Regions from separate parts of the Mus musculus genome. Here region 1 is linked to region 2. The links are chromatin contacts, called in public HiChIP or PLAC-seq maps. All regions are on one chromosome and are shown on one strand. Each heading gives the region's core, a stretch centred on a gene start, on an enhancer-like site or on the middle of the called end of the contact. The rest is flanking DNA. Distances are from core to core; before and after follow the strand shown. Region 1 holds the start of D830035M03Rik (RIKEN cDNA D830035M03 gene). Region 2 holds the start of Mobp (myelin-associated oligodendrocytic basic protein).

Evidence for each region. HiChIP or PLAC-seq counts read pairs in DNA pulled down with a chosen protein or histone mark.
Region 1: a contact with region 2 is called in an H3K4me3 HiChIP or PLAC-seq map of forebrain, with 6 times the contacts expected there. The contact joins the promoter of D830035M03Rik here to the promoter of Mobp in region 2. A contact is called at or near these places in 19 of 39 promoter capture datasets (the 3T3-L1 cell line, 3T3-L1-derived adipocytes, the C10 cell line and 12 more), 2 of 15 datasets of contacts at CTCF or cohesin (embryonic stem cells and stem cell-derived epiblast-like cells), 45 of 484 Hi-C or Micro-C datasets (B cells, the Ba/F3 cell line, the C10 cell line and 26 more), 16 of 115 datasets of contacts at active chromatin or transcription factors (PVALB interneurons, T-cell acute lymphoblastic leukemia, craniofacial prominence and 12 more) and 2 of 9 other capture datasets (adipose tissue and embryonic stem cells).

The regions. Positions count from the first base shown.
Region 1 is chr9:120,491,293-120,493,992 of GRCm38.p6, reverse strand. It overlaps D830035M03Rik (RIKEN cDNA D830035M03 gene), which reads left to right and starts at 1,412. Exons shown (of 2, transcript NR_166642.1): 1 at 1,412-1,887. Eif1b (eukaryotic translation initiation factor 1B) reads right to left here and starts at 1,387. Exons shown (of 4, transcript NM_026892.3): 1 at 1,152-1,387. The coding sequence starts at 1,182.
Region 2 is chr9:120,148,418-120,151,117 of GRCm38.p6, reverse strand. Mobp (myelin-associated oligodendrocytic basic protein) reads right to left here and starts at 1,376. Exons shown (of 4, transcript NM_001039365.3): 1 at 1,321-1,376.

The DNA.
Region 1 (2,700 bases), core at 163-2,662, 340 kb before region 2:
CAGGCGAGGGTGGGGCTCACTGATAATAAGTTTTTCAAAGGAGAAAAACCTAAGCAGGCTCTGTATGCCGATATCTGAGCTTAAAAGTAGAGACCACCACTGTGGAAGCCACCAGCAAATGAGACAGAAAACATTTACGAAACCCTAATTTCATACAGCCTTCATACAGCCGCCACAAGAACATGCGTCACCGCCACTATTTTTCGACTACAACATTCAAAAACACCCACCCCAATTAGTTAACATAGTAACTGAGCCTTATAAAACACATATAAACATATACATGCAACCTCACGAGGTGTAATTTACAAAATGATTGCAAGCAGAGACAACAGGGCCACTTCCAAGTCAAATCAGAGGCCTCTCTCCTAAGTGTTTCAAACAGACGCCTCTGGGGGCTGCTTAAAACCAGCTGGGTCCAGCCCCACCCCAGCTCCGGTCAGTGACAGGTCTCTCTGGCACCCCCCCCCCCTCCAGTCCTGGCCGACTGAGTCGCAGATCCTCTAAGCCCTTAACTTCCCTTCCCTCCCAGCAAGGACTGAGCAAGGCCACCCCCCGCCCCCCATGCCCCAACACACACACACACACACACACACACACACACACACACACACACACTTGTGAGTCGTCTGAGAGTCACAGGTCTCGCAGTCACCCTAAAGCTGTCAGGTTCTCCAGCTTCTGGGCCCCACCCCTCCAGTCTCCTTGCAAAGCCCTGGCCAGCCCCGAGGCCACAAGAGAGATAACACCAGAGACTCCCAGCGTCTTGTCACTGTCAGGTTCCCTGCAAGCCCCTAGTCCTAGTCTCTGCAGCCCTGGCAAGTACTGTAGCTCCCTTACGGGTCTCTGAAGCCCCCGGCCTTTCTGTCAGTCCCCCCAGCCTCTGGCGGGTCCCCCTGCAGCCCTGGCGTGTCCCCCGACCGTCCTGTGAGTCCCCGAGACCCTTGTCTTCCTGCCAGTGTCAAGTTCCCCAAGCGCCTGCCGGTCGGGCCCTCGCCTCTACGGAGTCGCAGGCCCACTTAAGGCCGTGTCCGAGGCCCGGAGAGGGGCATCCCCCGGGCTAGGGTCGCGGGGAGCCCCCCGTCGCCATCTTCTGGGCGCCGAGACAAAGCCCAGAGGGACGCGGGCGGCGGCCGGCCACTGGCCCTTACCGAAAGATTGGAGGTTCTGGATAGTGGACATGCGACACTAGTGTGAGGCCGGTGAGAGGATAGAATTCCCGCGGGGCCCGCCCGGATCACCGTGTCAGGAGGCTGCAGCGGCGAGAAACGGAAATCAATGAAGCGGCGGAAGCCCGGGGCGCAGGAAGACGCGGAGGCGGCGGTGGGGCGCGAGCAGGGAGGCGGCGCTGCGGCTTCTCGCACAAAATGGCCGGCGCCGCGTATTTAGCCCCGCGCGCCGCCGCCACGTGACCGTCCGCACGCACCGCGCGTCCGCCCCGGAGCGCCGAGCCGGGGGCCAGCGAGGAGCGGGCGGGAGCCCACTGCGGGCAGCCGCGGTCCGTCCCGCCCGAGGCGCCGGGCGGAGGCGCTTCCGGGTGCAACGGCGAGAAACGTGCCCCCGGGGGTCTGGACTTGCAACCAGCGGGGACCGCGCTCTGCGCCTCCGCCGCCCTCCCCAGCCCCCAGGGTTCCCGAGACCCCTGAGTTCCTTGCAGAACCCTTGTGGGTGCCACCTGGGAATTCTCCCTTCCTCCAAGCCCCGGGATTCCGATGCTGCAGTCTCTACTAAGCTTAACCTGTTTGTCTCAGGTGTCACGACCTAGCCTCTAGCAGAGTCAGGTGTGCGTGGAGAGAACGCGCTACCATCCCGCCCGAGCTCTCCTCTGCGGAGCCTCCTAAGGTCGGATGCAAGTCCCGTGCAGGATGGGTGTCTGGTGGTTGCTAGGTGAGTGTGAGCGAGCAGATGAAGTAACTGTAAAGAGTAACCGTGCACAACCATCAGTGGACAGTGGAGAACCGTCTTAACCTATGTAAACCACCTATGCAGGTGGTTGGCTTTCTAGACCAAAGCAGTAGACTAAAAATTTGGAATTCTTAACCTTTTTGTAGGTCAAACCTGTTGCCTTCGTGTTGAAATAGTATTGGAGGCCTGATGCAAGACATTAGAAGCCATAGATAGCATACATACTATGTTTCTGTCTAGCAATCCATTCAACAAGATGTAGCAGTAGGTCCAATCGCTACTACAATTTCCTTTTTAAAAAGATTTTATTTTTATGTGGTTGGGTGTATGTACCATAGAGGCCAGAAGAGGGTGTCATATCCCCTGGAACTGGAATAACAGCTGGTTATGAGACCATGGGAACAGAACCCAGGTCTTGTGTAAGAGCAGCAACTCCTGGGAAGTCTCTCGAAGTCCATTACTGTAGTTTAAAAAAGGAAATGAATATCTGGAGTGTAGTGCTCATGTTTCAGTGACTTCTATTGTACAAAGTGGCCGCTCCTAATGTTTCTATGCATGGCCTGTTGCTTTAGGGTTGTAAAAATGAATACACTTGTATGCCCCTACATCCACCAGTCAGGTTTCAGGCACACTACTTACTCAGTTTTATTCTTATACCATGGTTTGAAAAACTCTAGCTTACGAATATTTGAATTAATAGTCTTGAGCATCTTCCACCTTCATGTAGGTCCTGGAGCAGGAACTCAGGTTGTCAGGCCATCAGCAAGCCTGAGCCACCTCACCAGTCCTTGAGAA
Region 2 (2,700 bases), core at 127-2,626:
CCTAAATACTCCCCAAACAGCAGATCTGCGCACCTGGCTGTGGCCCTGTTTTGTTCACAGCGTTCAAAACCTTTTCTCCACTTTTTTCCTAATGTTCTAGCCAAGTGCATTGCTTCATTCCCCCGACACACGATTTCTCTTTTACTTTTTCTCTCAGACAAAGACTGAAGACTCCCAGGATTTCCGAAAGCTTCTGTGTGAGATGAGGCATTTACGTGACTTCACTCAAGGTGAGGACTTAGCCGTCGGGGCTGCACACCCCGATACAAATCCAGCTGTGTGTTTAAGGGAAGCAGCTGTTTCCAGATGAGAAGGAAAACTCACTTATATTTCTTTTTGAACTTTACTCCTTTTTAAATGTTTTGTTGTTGTTGGCATATATTCTTTGTACATAATCATGGCTTTTGTTGCAACATTTTTGCACAAGTACATAATGTATTTCAGTCATATCCATGCCTTTGTTTCGGGGCTGGAGCAATGATGGCTCAGTGGTGAAGAGCACTGACTGCTCTGTTCAAATCCCAGCACCCATATAGCAGCTCACAACTGTCTGTAACTCCATGCCTTTCTCTCCCTCTCCCTCTCCCTCTCCCTCTCCCTCTCCCTCTCCCTCTCCCTCTCCCTCTCCCTCTCCCTGTCCCTCTCCCTCTCCCTCTCCCTCTCCCTCTCCCTCTCCCTCTCCCTCTCCCTCTCCCTCTCCCTCTCCCTCTCCCTCTCCCTCTCCCTCTCCCTCTCCCTCTCTCTCTCTTTTCCTGCTCCTAGGATTCCCCCACTTCCTAATTGGCCTTCCCTCTGTTTCCATGGGTTTGGGGGAGGTTAAGATCTGGTGAGTTTCATTAGGGCTCCTTACAGGAGCATGAGTGAGATTCTGTTGCCAGGTGTGCGGGCATCTTAGCAGTGCTACATGGTTACATGACTAAAGACAACATCTCTCTTCCCCATTAACCATTAACTGTATGTAAATCCTCAGGGAGGAGCGAAGCCCCACAAAAACTCATTTTTAAGTCATGCCAATCAATTGAAAAAGAAATTGGGACTAGGGGAAACACCAACAACACCATCGATCTCTCTCTCCAACAACAAAGGTATCCAAACATGAAAATCCAAGGTCTTTCCTGGAGCAGACAAACCTGGGGCGTTAGGAGGAATGTTCCCAAAGGTCCCTTTGCCCAGATCAGAATAAACGACTGTTCTTTCTCTCTCTCTTCTGCGTCCTCCCACCTCCTACTCTCATTGTGATAGCTTCCCCTGTGACCCATAGGAGTGTGTACCCTTCCCACGTGAGGTACAGGGTGAACCAGAGCTCTGGAATCCTCTTACCTGCGAGTAATGGCTGTTGTGAAAGGTTCCTGTGGATAGCGGGCCCTGGTGGAGCTGGGCGACCTCAGTACACGAGGAATATATAGGGAGAGGCTCTACGTCTGAGTTTTCATTACAGAAAGTGTTTTTGATGGGTCCTCAGCCAAGATGTACTTTACAACAAAAGCTACACAAAGGCCCGCACAAAGGCCACACAGAGTTTAACAAAAGGCTAAAGAAAGACCAAACAAAAGCTAAAGAAAGTTGAAACAAAGAGTGAAACAAAAAGAAAACAAAGGCCAACAAAGATGGGAACAAAGACCAAGACAAAGAGTAAAAGAAACATCTGAACAAAAGCTAAAGGCACGTCACACATGCACACACCCACCCTGCATCCACACCACAACCTACAGGCTCACTCCAGCATCCCACCACCACATAATCAACACCCCACGCAAAGCATCACCCCTCTCCAAAGCCATTCCCGCCACTCTATCCATGCCACTCTATCCATAGCCGATCGCCTGTGCCAAGTCCCTCCATACCACATGCCTGCTCAACCCACAGAATGGCCATCCCCTAACTGTGCTAGAGACATGGAGCAATACACTTACATCTTTCCGCAATGCATAAACTATATGCTCTCAAGTATTACATCAGTTTCATTGGCTGCCACTTGCTGAGTGATCCTGATTTCCTTTGATAACAGACCACTGGCAGACATGGGGTTTTATACGCGAAATTTAATGACTAGTATTAACTCCCAGATCAAACATTACAGGTCACGCTACAATGGATCTATATCTATGCAGGTTATAGACTGAATCCAAAGGATTAAGGAGGCTACAGAGCATAAAGAGGCTCTGCTGTAGACAAAGCTGTGAGAGAGAATCATGGCAGGGGTGGATGGCATTGTATGGATATTTTATCTGTCAATTTAAAAACCTATGGCCTATGGCTTAGACAGGAAATAGATGTGGAAATGAGTATATTTAGAAGGTATGTTTATAATTTGTATGTTATAATTTTTATGTTATAATTTTAAATTGAAGGATAATGCTTTTTTGTTGCCAAAAAAACCATTTTGCCATAGGAAAGGTATATTTTGTTAATCAATGTGAGGAACCCGGAGTTGGGATTGGAGCAAAATTGTTTTGCTTTTATCCAACGACGACAACAACAACGACGATGATGACGACAACAGCAACAACAAGCTATGTTCATGAGAGCTAAAATGGGGTAGAGTTTTATGTTACTCTGAGCAGCCAGTCTGTCTCCTTGGAATGTGGGGTTTCACAGGGAAACTATGGCAACTCATGAGAGCTAACTTTAAAATGGGTGTCACACTGGCATGAGAATCCTATGAATGTGGGGTTTCCATGGGAGAACTGGCAACTGTTT